Regions from separate parts of the Mus musculus genome. Here region 2 is linked to region 1. A link is a contact called in public HiChIP or PLAC-seq data. All regions are on one chromosome and are shown on one strand. Each heading gives the region's core, a stretch centred on a gene start, on an enhancer-like site or on the middle of the called end of the contact. The rest is flanking DNA. Distances are from core to core; before and after follow the strand shown. Region 1 holds the start of Poln (DNA polymerase N). Region 2 holds the start of Cfap99 (cilia and flagella associated protein 99).

Region 1 (5,026 bases), core at 405-2,904:
GCTTCTTAGTGGCCTCCTCTTGTTTAGCATTTAATGCCAGAAACCTGTAGCTAGTTTCAGAAACCATTAACTGGTATTTATTCCGTCGCTGAATTTTTGAGTTATTTAATTTCTGCAGAGTTTGAACCTCATCCTCTAATATCTGTATCTCTTTGTCATCCAGTTTGCATGTCTTCAAATCAAAAGTTTTACAGGTCCTAAGAACTTCATCCAATGCTGTTCCTTCTAGGATAGGCTTGCCTGATCGCTGGAGATCGCTGAAGGCTTCCAATTCTTTTTCAGACAATACATTCTGTTCATTCACATTCCCACAAAACCATTTCAAGAATGACTCATCTTCAACATCCTCAAAGAGCCAGTCAAAATCTTCTCCATTAAGAATATCAGCTTTGGGATAACCAATTTTTTTCAATGTTTCCACAAACTCATTTCCACAACTCATGGTTTAACTACTCCTGTTTTTAAATATTTGATATGAATCTATTTTTTTAAACTAAGTTCAAACAGAAAAAAACATATTTACGCTAAGTCCATAGAAGAAGGAAAAAAAATACAATCTATAATGTGTTTTCCTAGTGGGGGAAAGAACACAAGTATTAGACCATGAACAAGGCAAATGAATTTTAAATATACAGATCATTTTATCAGATGACATCAGGAGACTACTTAAGTTAAAAGCAGATGCACGTGCAATATCTGACAAAGACAAAGCAAAACAGAAGCAATCAGGGTGTTGCTTAGGACACTACAACAGTAATGAAGAATCTAATTAATGAAGATATAACAATAAAAAAAAACTGATTTTTTTTCCCAATGATGAAATTACTTAAAATAAATTACATTTTGTAAAATAGCTGTTTCCCCTGTAGTTTCTAGTTAGGAAAAAGAAATATGCCTACCTTTCTAAGGAAGAATCAACTAAATATTTACTTCAATCAGCGTTCCATCAGTCTCAAAGGACTCAATCTATAGATATAACCAGTCTAACGCAGAGAAAACCAGGACAAATTGACAAGTTTCAAAGTACCCATCAATCATCAAGTAAGAAGTTTTATTTCGAATAGAACACAATGAACCACGACTTGAACCAAACTTAGGTCAGTGACAATGGCAGGTCTTAAAATCACGATGTATTTGACACTCTGGTAGCAAACTCTCTGGGTTGGTTTTGGTTTGTTTCTGAGTATCCAGTTATGACACTTAAGAGCTCTAATAAAACACGCCCACAAAAGTACCAAATTGCTGTTTTTAAAAGCTGGGTAACAGATAAGTGTGTATTTCCGGTTTAACGTTTGCCTCGTATGATTGAGGCCTTGGGTTTTATCCGCAGTATCCGAAAAATAAAGCTACCAACCCCAGCCGGATGACCGGCCACGTACCTCCGCCCCCACCTCTGGCACAAAGCCTCAGCCTCCCCGCACACCCCGCGCCTGGGCCCAGCGACCTCTATCGATGCCTCAAGCAGGCTGTAGGAGGGTAGCGGCGGCCCCGCCAACCCCGAACTTACAAGACCCTTACCTCAGGAAAGCCGCAGTCACTGCTCTCTGCCAGCCTCCAACCGCGCGCGCCGCAGTGCCTCACGGGAGTGCCAGGACGCGCACGCGCAGATTACAACATCCGTAAAGTCAGCGCAGGCGGCGAGGTATCCCGGAGAAAGCGAAGGAGGACCCGCAGACCAACCCCCTTCAACGAGCCGGGGTAAAGTGATTGGCTTTCCTGACGGACGCACCGCCCCTTAGCCCCGCCTCTGGCCCGCCGTCCTTCCCGCTAGGCTCAAGAGGATTGGTTTTCTCACTATAGGCTCTGCCCTCGCTCCGCCCCACCCCGCCCCCGCTCGGGAGTTGGAGTCTGGGTCTCTTCCGGCTGCTTTGTTGCCTTGGCCATTTGGCCCTCTAGTTCAGTTAGGCCTCCTGTCCTAAGAATGGCTTGCGGTCTGTGACACCACTAGGGGACCGGAAGTTTGAGGCCGAACAGACCCCTTCTTCCCCCAACAGCTCTTACCACCACCACTGGTAGGGTGATCCAGCGTTGGTGCTAATAACAAGCAGCTGGGACCCTATCAGGTCTCTTGCAGGGTAGGATTGTTGGCTATAGAATCTTTTACAATGGTTATTTAACAAAAATCACTTAACTCCCAAGGCCTCGATGACTTCCAAGCAAAAGCTGACTCCCTCCAAGATCCCATCTTCAAAATGTCAAGGTGTAAAATACATCAGTTTTAGAATGCATTTAACTCAGAAGTACAGACATTCTGAGGATGCCCGCCGTCATTCAATGAAAGACAGAATGCTGAACTCAGATGCAAGCCTAGTTAATGTCCTATGGTCCCAGAAAACTGATCTTTGGAGTTACAGTTGGCATTGGTAACAACTTGTCTGTATGGGTCATAATCTGTTCATTTTTTTCTATCAGACAGCATTTGCAACTTAACCACTCTCTTGTAAGATGATATATAAATTCACAAGATCTGGGCTTTGATCATTAAAAAAATAGTATTCCCCTCTTCTAATCATAAATAGGGTGATGTATCAGACAAGGGTCTAGTCTAGTTGCTACTAGGTAGAATTCTTTCTGGATCTTTTTCCCTGGGCTTATTTGTTTTGTGAGACAAGGATTTGCTTCTCTACCCAGGCTGGGCTTCAACTCAAGATCCTACTTTAGCATCTCCAAGTGCTGGGGCCACAGGTATGAATCACCATGCCCAGATATTCATGTTTTCAAAGAGAGAAAAACTAATGTTCTAAGCAGATCATTTAAATTTGAGTTGAAGACATTTCCTATTAATTCTTATTTAACTTTTATCCTCCTTTTGAAGGTCAATAAAACCGGAAAGTAAATAAAAACAAACAGTACAGGGGAAAAGTTCTTAGAATGGTGCCTAATGTGGTTAGGACATCAGGGGACTGGCCCAAGAGGACCCCAGATGCCAAACTGGAGGTAGGGGCTCAGCAGGGAGCTGGCGTTGAGTGGGTTTTGGCCAGAGGAAGTGCAGGCAGTACTTTTGGGAAATTTTGCTGAGGCGGCAAAGACTGAGAGAAAAAGAGCCAAATGACACAAGATGAGGGGGTGGGAATGCAAGGCTGAGAGGATTTTTGGTGTTGTTTTGTTTTAAAGTGGGAGGAACTGGAGGATATTTATAGACTGTGCGGAAGAGCTCGGAGGAGATGGAATTAAAGATGCCAGAAAGACAAAGGGCTACTTTGCAGGCTGAGGTTCCCCCCAGGCACAGCCTGGGACCCATGAGACCTTCTAGAAAACCCACTGTTCTTAGTGACTCCTGGCCCCCAGCTCGCTCTCTTGAATTGCTGACCACCGCTCCTTGTTTGAGAAGTGTTTGCGAGGCCATAAGAAGCCATGAAAACATAAAGATTAGAACAGGATCAGCCCCCTGAGTACAAACAGCAAACACAATGGGGTCAATTATACAGAACTGGAAAGTTTTCTTGGGACTGGATTAGAAACTTAAGAAGGCAAGTATGTTAAACTTATTTCCAAGACAAGCTTGCTTTCTTCTACTCAAACTCAGTTGTGGTTTTAGTGGGGTCAAAAGGTAACGGGAACCGAGGAGCTAATCGGTCCTAAGCAAGCCTGTGAGAATGTAATGGGCGAAACAAACCAAAATGCAGGACCTGAGTCTTTTCTGTTGGCCTTACTCTCCTGTCATCAATATTAAAAATTATTTTATGTTTTATACAGTATATTTACAGACAGTTTTAAAACTTTGTATACAACTGTGCTGTTGAAGGTTGTTTTTGGATGCAGTTTAACGGAAGTGAAGAGATCTGTTCTCCAGACAACATGGAGGAGGGAGCAACAGCCTCAGACATGTGTTAGCTTGATTCTACCAAAAAAAAAAAAAAAAAAAAAAAAAGTCACAAAAGGTTTGAGAAAGCTGGCACTGGACAATTCGGAAAAGGCAAGGGAGCCCAGGAGCTGGCAGAACACTGGGGGCCGTCAGCCAGTGAGATGTGGTCTGGCAGCTTCCTCCTATCGGTCTTGTTCTTCCAGAAGAAAGTTGACTTTTCTTAAGACCATGGAGTTGGGGTCAGGGATATTTGCTCTTGATTGTATTTACACTCCTGTGGTGAAGGTAAAAACTCAGTACCAAACTCAGAAGTATTTAGGTCTACAAAACTAGGAAGGGGTCACCATAGTGGTGGGTAGACAGGGGTCTTTGGAGATGGAAGCCGGTATCAGGCGGCCTGCAGAGTTTAGGGGTCTGAGGAGTCCAGGACCTCAGGTTGCCTGAGAGGTTGGTCAGTTGAGGAGGAACTGGGATGAGAGCCCATCCTTCCCTACAGCTTGCTTCCCAGGCCAGTGGCCTAACTCTGGAACAATCCAGAGCTCCTGTCCTCTAACTTTCTGGCTAAAGATTAGGAAAAGAGGACATAAAATGTCCCACTAGCAATTAGTCCAGATTAGTCCAGCCTCTAATTTATACAGCCATCATCCCAGCAAAAGTCGACAAAGGGACAAAAGAGGAATAGGAACAAAGTACTCAGGGACCACCTGCAGAAGAGGCTGGGCTCGAACTAACCATGAGATCCAAAATGAGCTGGTAAGGACAAAGGGTTGAGTAGAAGGTAGGCTGAGTTGAGGTGAAGGCCAGGAGCCAGCAGGCATCTGAGTTTAACTCTGGGGAGGAAGAGGATGAGGAGCTGAAGGGCCATCTTGGAACCACTCTAGCAAGGGTTAGGATTCATGCAGGGATCTCAGGTGGGGGCAAACATGGAGGAACAGAGAGGCTGGTGGTGTGTATGTAACAGAGAGATAGGCTGGTGTGTGTGTGTGTGTGTGTGTGTGTGTGTGTGTGTGTGTGTGTGTGTGTGTGTATAAGAACTAGAGTCGGGTCAGAAAAACTACGAAAGGCATACCATATCTGAGCTTTGAGTTTCCTAACCATGAGATGGACCCTGCAAGACTGAAGTAGGTGCTAATTATGCAAAGTGCTTAGCACAGATCCCTGGCACCCACTGCTTCCAACAAGAAGTAGTAGCAGGTAAGACTAAAAAACATAGTATTTGGA
Region 2 (5,058 bases), core at 795-3,294, 120 kb after region 1:
CAGACGCCTAGGGCGTGGCTAAGGGCAAGCAAGACTCAAACCACACCCATCGCAAGGGTCGCAAGGGTTCCCCACACACAACCCCACCCCCCAGTATATTTGCCCACAACCAGGAAGACAGGAGCACGAGCCGCTGCTGCACCAGCGCACAAGACTCCAGAATACCTTCTGTCCAGTCCGAGGCTGATCAAAGGCAGCCCCATGCTTTGTAAGCCTTCACCCCAACATTCTCTAACCTAAGGAAAAACTTCCCGACCTCGGCAGACAAAAACTGTAACAGATTCAGATCCCTGAAAGTCCCCTAAACCTCAAATGCCAGTCTTCCAAACAGACCAGCTGTCTCTCCAGAATACTCGCCCCACTCCGAGAGACCATTCACAGAGTCTGGGACAGAAACCCTAAATCAAGAAATGTGGCTAGTCACGGCGGGAGAGCGGTCAGTTCCTTGGGTGGGCCAAAGAGAAGGAGGCCTCTGACTTCGGAGATACCAGCACGCAGCCGCTGCACTGCTCCCGCCCTTAGTCTTTGCAGTGACCCCACCCAGGTCGTGACCCTCTGAAGACCTCCAGCGTTGGCGTCCCCAGACTCCGCCAACCCCCAACACGCAGCTTTGGACGCCGCAGCTGCGTCCTGGATCTTCGCTGGATCCTAGCTTTGCATCGCCCAGCTGCGAACAGAGCGCACCGGGTCCGGCTCCGGGCTGCCAGCCCCAGGCAGGCAGCGGGACGCAGCGCCCGCAGTGCGACTGGCACGGCTGCCGGGGCGCGCCGCCTGGACCCGAACTGGCTGGTGAATCGCACCTCCGGCCCACTGAAGCTTCAAGCTCCACGAGCCTCACCCCGCGACTGGGCAGAGGACTGGTCGGAGATCCAAAAGGGTGCAGGCGGCTACCGGAACAGGATAGAGATGAGAACTGGACCAAGATCCAATTACTCCGTTTTGGGATAGAGGACCAGACCGCGGCGTGAGGGACCTCTAAGATACGGGAAGAAAGAGTCTGACCAAAGCCTAAGGTTGGAGAAAGGGGAATGAAACGGTCGGTTCCCAAGTGCGAAGGGAGGGTGGGAGACCCACTATCCTAGGACAGAATAATTGTGTTGCGAAAAGATGAAGGAGCATCAGCGGTGAGGCTAGAGGGAACCAAGAGAAGTAGGGGCTCTGAGCACGCAGGCTGGGACCGCTGGGTGCGAGCTGGAGCCAGCCCATCTAGTATCCAGACGAGGAGAAACATGACAGTACACCCAGGCCCGAAAGAAAGAGCCCCGTCTGGTACTGGAAAAGAGCAGTCAATGCGCGCCAGGTACATGGTCTGTCCAAGTCGCGGAATGCAGGGAAAGGGCATCCCATGAACTGGAGAAAGAAATTCATACAGGGCCAAGGAAACGAGGTCTATCTATCAAGGAGGGACCTGCAGGATAAGGGATCTGGAGGGGGGAAAGCGCGACGCCGGGACATGGTCCGCAGCTGGAGCCGCTCACCTTGGGTTTGTACAGCCACTTTCGGAATCTGTTCATCATCGCCGCGCCGGCCCGAGCCACGCTCCGGGCGGCCCTCGCCCTCTGCAGCGCTGCGCCCGGGTCCGGCTGCGGCGCGGGGTGGACACGCAGGCAGGGCCGGGACCTGCTTGAGCAAGCAGATCGTGTGCGCGGCGCCTAGCGCCGAGCAGCTGGCTGCAGGTGCGCGGGGCAGGTGCGCGGCCGGAAGGATGCTCAGCAAGCGGCGCGCGGCCGACCCAAACCCGCGAGCGGGCGGGCGCGCGGAAAGGCGCGGGCACAGGGCGCGCGGTGCTTCACGGCTTAAGAGCACCCAGCGCCTCCGCCGGTCACGACCGCACATGCGCCGGAGGCGCCGCACGCCCCCGGCCCGCTGCAAGTGGTGGATGGGGCGAGCCCGGCGAGGCCGCCAATCCCCGCCCAACGCCACGCCGTACCCCACCCGGGACGCGCACCAAGGGAGGGAGGCTCAGGACTACAGGTCCCGGCGCCCACCGCGGGCAGGGCCTGCGCGGCGTTGCTAGGTGACGGCGCCCAAACGATGCCTAGGCGATCTGCGGGTACCGGAGCTGGCCAGTGAACGCTCCCGCCCGCGGCGCCTGGACAGACTACGAGGTTAAAGCCAAGGAAGGCCAAGAGGCCCGCAGGTAGGCAGGCAGGTTAAGGTGAGGGGCCGCCACAGGGAGCCAGGCACAGCCCATCCTCTTCTCCCTAACTCGTTTTCTCCAGTTCTCCAATCTTTGCCTATTTTCTGGCCTTAGCGAGCTACCTTTGCGCTTTTCTTCCCACCTCCAAAAATAAAAGTAGGGTGTTTTCCACCACCTCCAATCAATCTCTCTCTCTCCCTCCCTCTCCCTCCCTCCCTCCCTCCCTCCCTCCCTCCCTCTCTCCCTCTCTCCCTCTCTCCCTCTCTCTCTCTCTCTGTTAACAGGTGACCCAGATGACTACCTCTTAATACAGTGTGTGTACCCTAGCAGTTCCTGCATCTTCCCTTAGCCCCTCAGCCCTGGACCTGCTTTGTAGCTCCCTTCTTACTCCTTGGAAGCTGCTCTCCACCCATTTCTATGTAGTTCCAGGCAGCTACGTGGTTTTAAAAACATTTTTTCCCTCCAGCCTAAATGCTTGAATTCAGATGTTTGCCTGTTCTTCACTATTTGTACAACTAACAGATCACCTTAGAGTCAACATGTCCACAACTGTATACTCTCTCAGTCATAAAAACTGCTTGTGGGGCTGGGAAGATAGCTCAATCAGTGACGTGTTTGCCTAATTAGTGGAAGAAGGTTCAGCATGCCAGAACTCACTGGAAAAACAAAAACAAAAACAAAAACCCTAGGCATGGACTGGAGAGATAGCACGGTGATTAAGAGCAGTGGGTGCTCTTGGCAAGGCCCCAGATTCAGTCACCAGCACCTCCATGGCTGCTCACAACTTTCTGTAACTCCACCTCCAAATAATCAAACCCCTCTTCTGGACTTCATGGGCCCTGCATGCATGTGATGCACATACATACATGCAGGCAAATACACATAAACATAAGAAATAAATATATTTTTGTAAAAAAGGCCAGGCATTATGACATTTACAATCGCTGCACTTCAGAGGCTAAGAAGATGGACCCACGGGGTTCACTAGTCAATGTAGCCTATTGCCTAGTTGGTGAGCACCACAATAATGGGAAACTCTGCCCAAAACACAAGGTGGAGCTGGGCGTGGCGGCGCACGCCTTTAATCCCAGCACTTGGGAGGCAGAGGCAGGCAGATTTCTGAGTTTGAGGCCATCCTGGTCTACAAAGTGAGTTCCAGGACAGCCAGGGCTACACTACGGTCATTTTCTGGCCGCCCCATGGAAGTGCACACACTTACATATGCACCCATATATACACGCACATAAAAATAAGTAAAAAAATTTTAAAAGAAAACTAAAAGCAGCTCTTCCCAAAGCCATCATCTTCTCCAAGTGAAGACGTTGAGCAGACACATGAATTCATGTCCAGTAGTAAGTAGATTAATAAATTATCTGGTGTCTGTTCACCCTTGGCCAACTCCAAAGCCTGGGGCTATTACTGTGCAGAAGCTGTTTCTATGCTTCATATTGGAAGTTGTGCCCAAGATAAAGGCTGAGCCCAAGGAGGTAGGTATATCAGGATCAGGCTTAACTATAGGCAGAAAGATCCCAGCATGACAGATTTGTTCACATTCAAGAGATGTGTGCAGGGCTGGTGAGATGGCTCAGCGGGTAAGAGCACTGACTACTCTTTTGAAGGTTCTGAGTTCAAAACCCAACAACCACATGGTGGCTCACAACCACCCGTAATGAGATCTGATGCCCTCTTCTGGTGTGTCTGAAGTCAGCTACAGTGTACTTACATATAAATCTTTAAAAAAGAGAGAGAGATGTGTGCAGAGGTAATTCTGGACATGCAACAGGAACCAGCTTTCTGGCTACCATCCTTGACCTGTTTACTGAGGATTCAGGATGGCTGCACTGGTTCTAGCCATCGCCTCCTAAGCCCATGAACCTACTGGAAAAGAGAAGAAAGAGATGTCCTACACTTCAGGCTAATGCTCCCACAGTTTATTCTCTAGTACTTCTGAGAGATGGAAGAACTTGTACACACGACCATAGCCAGCTTTCAAGGAGGCTGAGAAATGTCACTGACCGGTTGGGTAACAATAGGCCCAAGTGAGAGTCAGGCTTTGTAGTTCAGGAGGGAAGAGAAAGCTGCAAGGAGTGGCTTCATAGCCTGTTGTAGAAATTTTTAATTCCAACCTGGGGTTTCTACACAGTCTTTGACCATTTAGTTCATGGATAAAAGACACAACCTTTATATTTACAATAAGCCTTAAACAGCACAACAGCTGAGCAGATACCTACCTTATATGCAATTAGAATCTACTTTCCTATTGATAACCCCAAATTATTACTTACTACTTACTATGTTTCATCTGGGCTGCTCTTAACTTCAATTGGCCAGCCCTCGAGGCCAGCTCATCTAAACCTATGGTGGCTTCTCCTTCCTCCTGCACCTTCTTCTTCTCATGGTTCTTCTCCAATCCCAAGCCCAGAAAATCTAAACCCCACCGATGTCTCTTCTGCTCAGCTATTAGCTATTGGCATCTTTATATACCAATCAGAAATAGCCTGGGGGCAGGGTCACTTAGGTCTATGTGCAGACTCCTGGTCTTTCCCCTCCCCCAACACTTAACATTGTGATACACAGTAAAAGACAAAACCTCAACAGTAGCCGCCACACTTAGCAGAGCAGCTTTAGTTGTGGGGAAAGAGGGTGCTTTCACTAACATATGTTTGATATGGCCTAAGCTGTTGAAGTGGATTGCATCTGATAGAAACGAACCCTCCTTGCTTGCTTCAGCCTGCCTTCCAGGTTACCTCAAGGGCCAGACCATTGAGCCCTGATTCGAGAATGGAGTTAAAGAGCCATATTTAAAGGTAATCAATCCACTTAGGAGTTAGATCTCAATTCTCACCCGCAAACTAAATAATACTGAGATACTTGAGATGTGGCTCAGTATTGGACCAATTACCCAGTGTAGGAGATGC

The links. HiChIP or PLAC-seq counts read pairs in DNA pulled down with a chosen protein or histone mark.
Region 2: an H3K27ac HiChIP or PLAC-seq map of embryonic stem cells shows a contact between it and region 1, with 14 read pairs. The contact joins the promoter of Cfap99 here to the promoter of Poln in region 1. A contact is called at or near these places in 1 of 39 promoter capture datasets (the SN4741 cell line), 4 of 484 Hi-C or Micro-C datasets (cerebral cortex, embryonic stem cells and stem cell-derived neurons), 5 of 115 datasets of contacts at active chromatin or transcription factors (embryonic stem cells, extraembryonic endoderm stem cells and forebrain) and 3 of 9 other capture datasets (adipose tissue, liver and pancreatic islet).

What each region holds. Positions count from the first base shown.
Region 1 is chr5:34,167,872-34,172,897 of GRCm38.p6, forward strand. Poln (DNA polymerase N) reads right to left here and starts at 1,655. Exons shown (of 25, transcript NM_181857.4): 1 at 1,519-1,655. It overlaps Haus3 (HAUS augmin-like complex, subunit 3), which reads right to left and starts at 1,553. Exons shown (of 5, transcript NM_146159.1): 1 at 1,519-1,553; 2 at 1-572. The coding sequence starts at 442.
Region 2 is chr5:34,286,621-34,291,678 of GRCm38.p6, forward strand. Cfap99 (cilia and flagella associated protein 99) reads left to right here and starts at 2,045. Exons shown (of 16, transcript NM_001370805.1): 1 at 2,045-2,140. It overlaps Zfyve28 (zinc finger, FYVE domain containing 28), which reads right to left and starts at 1,704. Exons shown (of 13, transcript NM_001015039.1): 1 at 1,479-1,704. The coding sequence starts at 1,517.